2 separate regions of the Sus scrofa genome follow, and region 2 is linked to region 1. The links are chromatin contacts, called in public HiChIP or PLAC-seq maps. All regions are on one chromosome and are shown on one strand. The core of a region is the stretch at or near the end of the contact, and the rest is flanking DNA. Distances in the headings are between cores, read along the strand shown. Region 1 has its middle 33 kb from the start of INCENP. Region 2 overlaps RAB3IL1 (guanine nucleotide exchange factor for Rab-3A).

Region 1 (3,647 bases), core at 156-2,655:
CAGCCATGTGGGCAGCATCCAGGGCAGAGGTGATAGGAGGTGTCTTTTTCCTCCCCTCTCTGCTTCCTCGTATGGATTCCCCGTCTCTCCACATTTTCTTTCTAAATGCAGAAAGGAACAAAAAGTAGTTTGAAGCTGGAAGTGCCGGTAACGAGAGGGAAGAGCAGAGGGAGATGGGAAGCTGGTGCCTCCGGGATAAATGGAGGGACTTACCGATGAGCAGGTAGCAGAATACACAAGCAATTCGTGTTAAGACAAGTCTGTTCAGTAAACAAATCGGGGCTGCCTGGTACCTTCTAGAAAGTTAAGACTCAGCTTAGATTCCTTCCTTGGGGGGTAGATTTTCTCAGCTTTGGGCTACGAAGATTGAAAATGTCCACTGAAGACAATGGACTTGAAAGGAAAGAGGTTTTTTCCACCTACCCTGGCAGGTGCCATCCGAGAAGCGGGGAGGGGAGCGCATGTGACTGGGTCATGGAGATGCACGTGACTTTGCACACGTGCGTGCACGCACGCACACACACACACACACACGTGCTTTGGGCCTTGGCTCATCTTCTTTCTTTCTTTATTTTTTTGGTCTTTTTTACCTTTTCTAGGGCTGCTCCTGCAGCATATGGAGGTTCCCAGGCTAGGGGTCGAATCGAAGCTGTAGCCACCGGCCTACACCAGAGCCATAGCAACGGGAGATCCGAGCCTCATCTGCAACCTACACCACAGCTCACGGCAACGCCGGATCCTTAACCCACTGAGCAAGGCCAGGGATCGAACCTGAAACCTCCTAGTTGGATTCCTAGTTGGATTTGTTAACCACTGCGCCACGATGGGAACTCCAAAAATTCATGCCTTTAAAGACACATCTTAACCATGACTTGAAAAGACACAAGTCCTCCAATGTTCATTGCAGCACTCTTTGCAATAGCCAAGACATGGAAACAACCTAAATGTCCATCGACAGCGGAATATTATTCAGCCATCAAAAGGAAAGAAATGAGGGCATCGTTAGCAACATGAATGGACCTAGAAATTATCATGCTAAGTGAAGTCAGTCAGACAATGAGACAACAACATCAAATGCTATCACTTACTTATGGAATCTAAAAAAGGACACAATCCTTCTTTGCAGAACAGATACTGACTCACAGACTTTGAAGAACTTATGGTTTCCAAAGGAGACCGGTTGGGGGTTGGGGGGATGTACTGAGGGTTTGGGATGGACGTGCCGTAGGGTTTGGTTGTGATGACTGTTGTACACCTGTAAAGGTAATACGATTCATTAAGAAAAAAATAAAATAGAAAAATAAAGATACATCTTAATAAGCTGAAATACGTGTCTGCTTTCCTTCTTCCCACAAGGCTTCTCCTCTTCTCTGTTTGTGTTGGCGTTTGAACATGTTGCAGACCAGTGAGTAATTGCAATGAGGTCGTTAATTTGCTTGAGCCAGACATGTGTCAGCCTGTCTCTGGGAGGGGAGGGGAGGGTGCTTATTTCATACCTCGCCTGGGCCACCTGGCTGAAATAACCTTAAAACCTGCCCCCCTTTCCCCAAGGGTCTGTTTTGAGGTTCAAACAAAATGATATCATGCTTCAATTCCCCTGAAAGTGAAAGCACAGGCCAGAGGCTAGTGGTGTTTTTATGTATGTATTTCTTGCTTGCTTGCTTTTTTTTGGTTTTGTTTTGTTTTTGCTTTTTAGGGCTGCATTTGAGGCATATGGGAGTTCCCAGGCTAGGGGTTGAATCAGAGCTACAGCTGCTGGCCTACGCCACAGCCACAGCCACAACAAGGCCGGGTCCTTTAACCACCTGTGCGAGGCTAGGGATTGAACCTGCATCCGCATGGATACTAGTCAGATTCGTTTCCACTGAGCCACAACAGGAATTCCTTTTTTTCTTTCTTTTTAGGGCTGAACCTATGGCATATGGACTTTTCTAGGCTAGGAGTGGAATTGGAGCTGCAGCTGCCGGCCGACACCACAGCCACGGCAATGCAGGATCTGAGCCACATCTGTGACCTACACAGCAGCTTGCAGCAATGCCAGATACTCATAACCCACAGAGCAAGGCCAGGGATCAAACCTGCATCCTAATGGATACTAGTCAGGTTCTTAACTAGCTGAGCCACAGTGGGAACTCCTGTACTTCTTTCTTCTCCGGCAGGAGCACAGGAAATCCCTCATCCTCACACATGGCAGGTGGCAGGTCCTGATCCCCAGACAGGGATAAAGCCTGCCTGGCAAACTGCTTAGCTGGGTCAATCTCATGTCTTGCAACTCCTTTCATTAAAAGCTGTTTAACTCTTGGCTGGAAGGTGGAGAGCCTGCCACCATATACTCTGTGCCGAGGGAAGGAGGTCTGTCCACTTAAGGGTGGCTGGTGGGTGTAGGTGGAAACTGGGGTTGTGCTGGGCATGGGCAAAAGCAGAGAGACTTTAAGAAGTCGTCAGGGAGGAGTTCCCGTCGTGGCTCAGTGGTTAATGAATCCGACAAGGAGCCATGAGGTTGTGGGTTCGATCCCTGGCCTTGTTCAGGGGGTTAAGGATCTGGTGTTGCCGTGAGCTGTGGTATAGGTCACAGACGCAGCTTGGATCCCATGTTGCTGTGGCTCTGGCGTAGGCCAGTAGCTATAGCTCCTATTCGACCCCTAGCCTGGGAACCTCCATATGCCGCTGGAGCGGCCCTAGAAAAAAGGCAAAAAGACAAAAAAAAAAAAAAAAAAAAAAAGTTGTCTGGGAGTTCCCATCAGGGTTCAGCCAGTTAAGAACCTGACAAGCATCCATGAGCATGCGGGTGTGATCCCTGGCCTCGTTCAGTGGGTTATGATCAGGCCTTGCCAAAAGATGCAGTGTAGGTCACAGATGCAGCTGCGATCTGGCATGGCTGTGGCTGTGGCATAGGCCAGCAGCTGTGGCTCTGATTTGATCCCTAGCCCAGTACCTTCCATATGCCACAGGTGCCGTCCTCCCTAAAAGAAAAAAAAAAAAAAAAAAAAAAAAAGTAACCCTGTCAAGAAATGACAAGAGGCTGGATTCTGGAAGAAGCAGAGCCAAGGGGACCCCTTTGAGAAATGTTATTTATCTTTTGCTAACTTTGACCTTCTGGGTTTTGTTTGCTTTTTTGGTTTTTGGTTTTTGTCTTTTTGCCTTTTCTAGGGCCGCATCCATGGCATACAAAGTTCCCAGGCTAGGGATCTAATCAGAGCTATAGCTGCCAGCCTATGCCAGAGCCACAGCAATGCAGGATCCAAGCCACGTCTGCGACCTACACCACAGCTCATGGCAATGCTGGATCCTTACTTAGCCCACTGAGCGAGGCCAGGGATCGAACTCGCAACCTCATGGTTCCCAGTCGGATTCGTTAACCACTGAGCCATGACGGGACCTCCTTGACCTTCTGTTTTGAAAACAATCAAACTGACACACCATAAATTCATTTGAGTAATAAAAAAAAAACCAAAAACTGACACACCAATAGAATAGCACAACGAACCTCCCTATACCCAGCACCCATATTCATCAGTTATCAACATTTTGCATTTGAGAGGTTGTAGAAGGTGAGGTGGAGAGGGCTTGGTGACTCAGGGAGGAGGTGGCCATGGAAAGCAGAAGAGAAGGAAGAATCCAGAATGATCTTGGCCCTCCGGCCTGGG
Region 2 (4,112 bases), core at 199-2,698, 110 kb after region 1:
ATTCAACCACTAGCCTCGCCTGGGAACGTCCATAAGCTGCAAGTGCAGCCCTAAAAAGACAAAAAAAAAAAAAAAAAAATCTTCTAGGACTAAACAGGCAGACGTGAGGCATGTGAAGTGTGCCCTGCTCTGCCCCAGTAGAGGAGGGAGCCTGCTACCCCCTCAGCCCTTGTGCAGGCTCCCAGTGGACACATGGACACAGGGCTGGATTCTCTCATCAGAGCTGGGCTGGGCTGGCAGGCCTGGGGCTATGACAGGGAGAGGCTTGGGCCGGTCCACCTGCCTCAGGTGTTCTGACCTCGCTGCCTAGCATCCTCGAAGCTGCTCCTGCCCTCCTTCCCATCTTGTCCCACGTTCTACCAGGCACGGCTGCTGCCCTCCTGCGCACACCTGCTTCCCCCTTCCTGGAGTGGTCCAGGCCCTCCCTCTCCTACCCCTGGGGTCTCTGGCATTCTTCTCTTGCCATGTATGACACCATTGTCCCATTCTTCTGGAACCCTCCCCTCCACCCCTTCTGTTCAGGTCTCCAGGCTGGCTCTCTGTCCTTCCCCTCATCCAGGCCGCAGCTGCTCCCTTGGGGCTGGCGCCTCCTGCCTCAGCCACCACTTCCCAAATGCCTCAGCTTCCTGCCTTCCTGTCCCTGAAAGACCCCCCTCTCAGTTCCTCATTCCTGTCATGGGCACCACTGTTCTTACAGTCCTTGGGGTTTTTTTTTTGTTTTTTTGCTTTTTAGGGCCGCACACGCAGCATATGGAGGTTCCCAGGCTAGGGGTCGAATCGGAGCTGTAGCCGCCGGCCTACACCAGAGCCACAGCAACACCAGATCTGAGCCCCATCTGTGACCTACATCACAGCTCATGGCAACGCCAGATCCTTAAACCACTGAGCAAGGCCAGGGATCGAACCCGAAACTTCACGGTTCCTAGTCAGATTCGTTTCCACTGTGCCACAATGGGAACTCCTTTTTTTCTTTTCTTTTCTTTGCTTTTTTTTTTTTTTGCTTTTTTTTTTTTTTTTTGCTTTTTAGGGCCACACCCAAGGCATATGGAGGTTCCCTGGCTAGGGGTCAAATTGGAGCTACAGCTGCTGCCTTACACCACAGCTACAGCAATGCCAATCCTTAACCTACTGAGCGAGTCCAGGGATCGAACCTGCAACTTCACGGTTGCTAGTCGGATTTGTTTCCGCTGTGCCACAACGGGAACTTCTCTTGTGGCACAGTCCATGGTCCTCCCATAATCGCCCCCCCCCACATCTTTTGTCCCTCTGTGTTCCCTCTGCGTGCGTTCCCTCTGCATGTCCCCTCCTAGCCCAGAGCCTGCCTGGCTAGAATAGCCACCTTGTCTGGAACCCCACCACCCCCGCCACCACTTGGGCACTGTCTCAAACTTCCTCAAACCCCATCTGCATCCTGCTTCACTTCTCCGAAACCACCATTCATCCCCTCTCCTCCGGGCCTGACTTTTCTGGGTGACAGTTCACATGACACATTAGTGCCTGGCCTCTGGTTCAGTCCCCCCCCCCCACTTCCCCTGCTGTATGTTCCAGCCAGGTTGCCATCCCTCTCTGAGCCTCGGGTACCTCATACCGGGCTGGGAGATCAGTCCTTGGTGTCTCAGCAGATGAAAGACCCAGTGTTGTCATCGCTATGGCTGTCACTGCTATGGCACGGGTTTGATCCCTGGTTTTAGAACTTCCCTATGCTGCAGGCATGGCCAAAACCAAACCAAGCCAAACAAACAAAACTGGGCTGGGGGGGTTTCCAGTGTGGCTCAGCAGGTTAAGAACCTGACTAGTATCCATGAGGATGTGGGTTTGATCCCTGGCCTCACTCAGTGGGTTAAAGATCAGGCATTGCTGTGAGCTGTGGTGTTAGGCTGGCAGCTGCAGCTCCAATTCAGCCCCTAGCCTAGGAACTTCCATATGCTGTGGGTGGGGCCCTAAAAACAAAAACAAACAAAAACAAACAAACAAATCCTGGCAGAGGATCTCCCTGTCTGTCCATCGTGACATCCGTGGAGTTTGTGGAACAGTGGGCTGGCGGGGATGTGAGCAGAGCTTGGGAATCAATGATGTGTTGGTGGGTGTGGAGCCGAAGACGTGGCCATTCTCTGTAGGCCGAGCCTGGCTGGGCTTGCAGGTTGGTCGGGGAGCCAATATATGAAACCTTTCCTGGGACCCCCTTGGCCCCGGGACCAGAGTCACTTGGCCGTCAGCCTCAGTGTCCTCAGGGCTTGCTGGTCTGCCCAGGAAGCCCTGAGCAATGCTGAACTGGGCCCCTGTGCTGAGGCTATTCTGGAGCCAGGCTCTGGGTCGGGCGGGGTTCCTGCAGACTCGACCAGCTGCGGCAGTCCCGGAGCTTGGGCTTGGTGGCTCCAGGCTGAGGGTGAGGGTCCAGTGTGAGCCCCCAGCCCTCTCCTTTCCCTGGTTTTCAGTGTTGACTTGCTGAGTCCTCCCCTGCTTGCTTAGCGAACCCATTGTGCCTGTGCGCAGAGGGCAGGGGGGATCTTTAAGTCAAAGAGTGACCTGGGCTGTGGTGGGCTGGAGGGGAGGGGGTTTGAGGGCAGAAGGACCCCGTGGGAAGCGGGATGGGCCAGGGCTGGGAAGAGGTATATGGGACCCTACCTTGGCCCTGCTGGGGGTTACTGGGTGACTGGGGACCTTAGAATCCAGGGGTGGCCCTCATTTTGTCTTTTTTTTTTTTTTTTTTTTCTTTTTCTTTTTAGAGCTGCATTCGAGGCATCTGGAAGTTTCCAGGCCAGGGGTCAAATTGAAGCTATAGCTGCTGGTCTACACCACAGCTACAGCAATGTGGGATCCGAGCTGCGTCTGCGACCTACACCACAGCTCACGGCAACCGTGGATCCTTAACCCACTGAGCGAGGCCAGGGATCGAACCTGCATCCTCATGGATACAAGTCAAATTCGTTTCCACTGAGCCATGACGGAAGCTCCGGAAATAGCCTTTTTATTTTTTAATTTTTAAATTATTATTTATTTATTTTTTTGTCTTTTTGCCATTTCTTGGACCGCTCCCGCAGCATATGGGAGGTTCCCAGGCTAGGGGTCTAATCAGAGCTGTAGCCACCAGCCTACACCAGAGCCACAGCAACGTGGGATCCAAGCCGCATCTGCAACTTACACCACAGCTCATGGCAATGCCGGATCGTTAACCCACTGAGCAAGGGCAGGGATCGAACCCGCAACCTTATGGTTCCTAGTTGAATTTGTTAACCACTGCGCCACGACAGGAACTCCCCAGAAATAGTCTTTTTAAATCTGAGATTGAACCTGAATCCTCAGGGATTCTGTGTCAGGTTCTTAACCCACTGAGCCACAACGGGAACTCCCTCATTTGCCAGTTTTTGTGGATGGGGAGAAAAGCCCTGCTGGCCTTCCTAGGCAGGCCTGGGGAGCCAGGATTGCGGTTCCTGCCTCCCCCCACCTTGTGCATTTCCTGGGGAAGTGACCCAGCAAGGCCCTTCCTGTATGAACTGCCCTGGGCTCTAGGCAGTGGAGCTGGCTTCAGGATGGGGCATGTTGGCTGTTCCCATTGACCTCTGACCTTGCCTCTTTCCATCTCCTGCCCCTGGAGTTAAACCCCTTCCCAGTGGCTCCTACAGGTGTCCTGGACACCGAACTCTGTTTCTGCAGGGAACTGGGGATGGAAAGGTTTGCACAGGGGGCCGCGGACCTGGACTGGGTGGGGAGAGAGGCAGAGCTGAACGTGAGTGGTAACCCGTGCTTGCCAAGGGCTGAGTCCTCACCGCCACAGGCGTGCTGGTCTGGAAGCCTAACGTGTGGAAAAGAGCCGCTTTCGCCTTGGGTGGCCGAGGGCCCTGGGGACCCTCTTTCATCTGAACACTGAGTCACAGGAGCTGGCCTCTGGGGAGGGTCCGCAGATCCCAGCTTCCCGCCCTGTGCCTGGTGGAACCTCCTTTCTCTCTGGCGCCTGCTCCCCTGGTGACCACGGGGTGGTCCTGCTGTTTGCATGCTTTCTGCCCTGAGGATTTGCTCCTTGGGCTTTTCCACTGGCATCAGGGGGAGGGTATCGGAGACTGTCGGGCCACCCTGGACCACCGTTTCCTCTGGCTGCACAATAGGGCCCCATC

Evidence for each region. HiChIP or PLAC-seq counts read pairs in DNA pulled down with a chosen protein or histone mark.
Region 2: a contact with region 1 is called in an H3K27ac HiChIP or PLAC-seq map of alveolar macrophages. The contact joins two enhancer-like sites. A contact is called at or near these places in 2 of 5 promoter capture datasets (fetal liver and liver), 22 of 47 Hi-C or Micro-C datasets (alveolar macrophages, blood, brain and 13 more) and 2 of 2 datasets of contacts at active chromatin or transcription factors (alveolar macrophages and skeletal muscle).

What each region holds. Positions count from the first base shown.
Region 1 is chr2:9,476,691-9,480,337 of Sscrofa11.1, forward strand. No RefSeq gene overlaps it. Among named protein-coding and RNA genes, the nearest start is that of INCENP, 33 kb to the left of the region's middle. Within about 2 kb of position 1,406, at least 8 of the 83 cell types and tissues checked have an H3K27ac peak or open chromatin away from gene starts, as enhancers often do. A contact at or near this core is called in alveolar macrophages, where this site is marked.
Region 2 is chr2:9,583,688-9,587,799 of Sscrofa11.1, forward strand. All of the region lies in intron 1 of RAB3IL1 (guanine nucleotide exchange factor for Rab-3A), which reads left to right. Among named protein-coding and RNA genes, the nearest start is that of RAB3IL1, 8.4 kb to the left of the region's middle. Within about 2 kb of position 1,449, at least 4 of the 83 cell types and tissues checked have an H3K27ac peak or open chromatin away from gene starts, as enhancers often do. A contact at or near this core is called in alveolar macrophages, where this site is marked.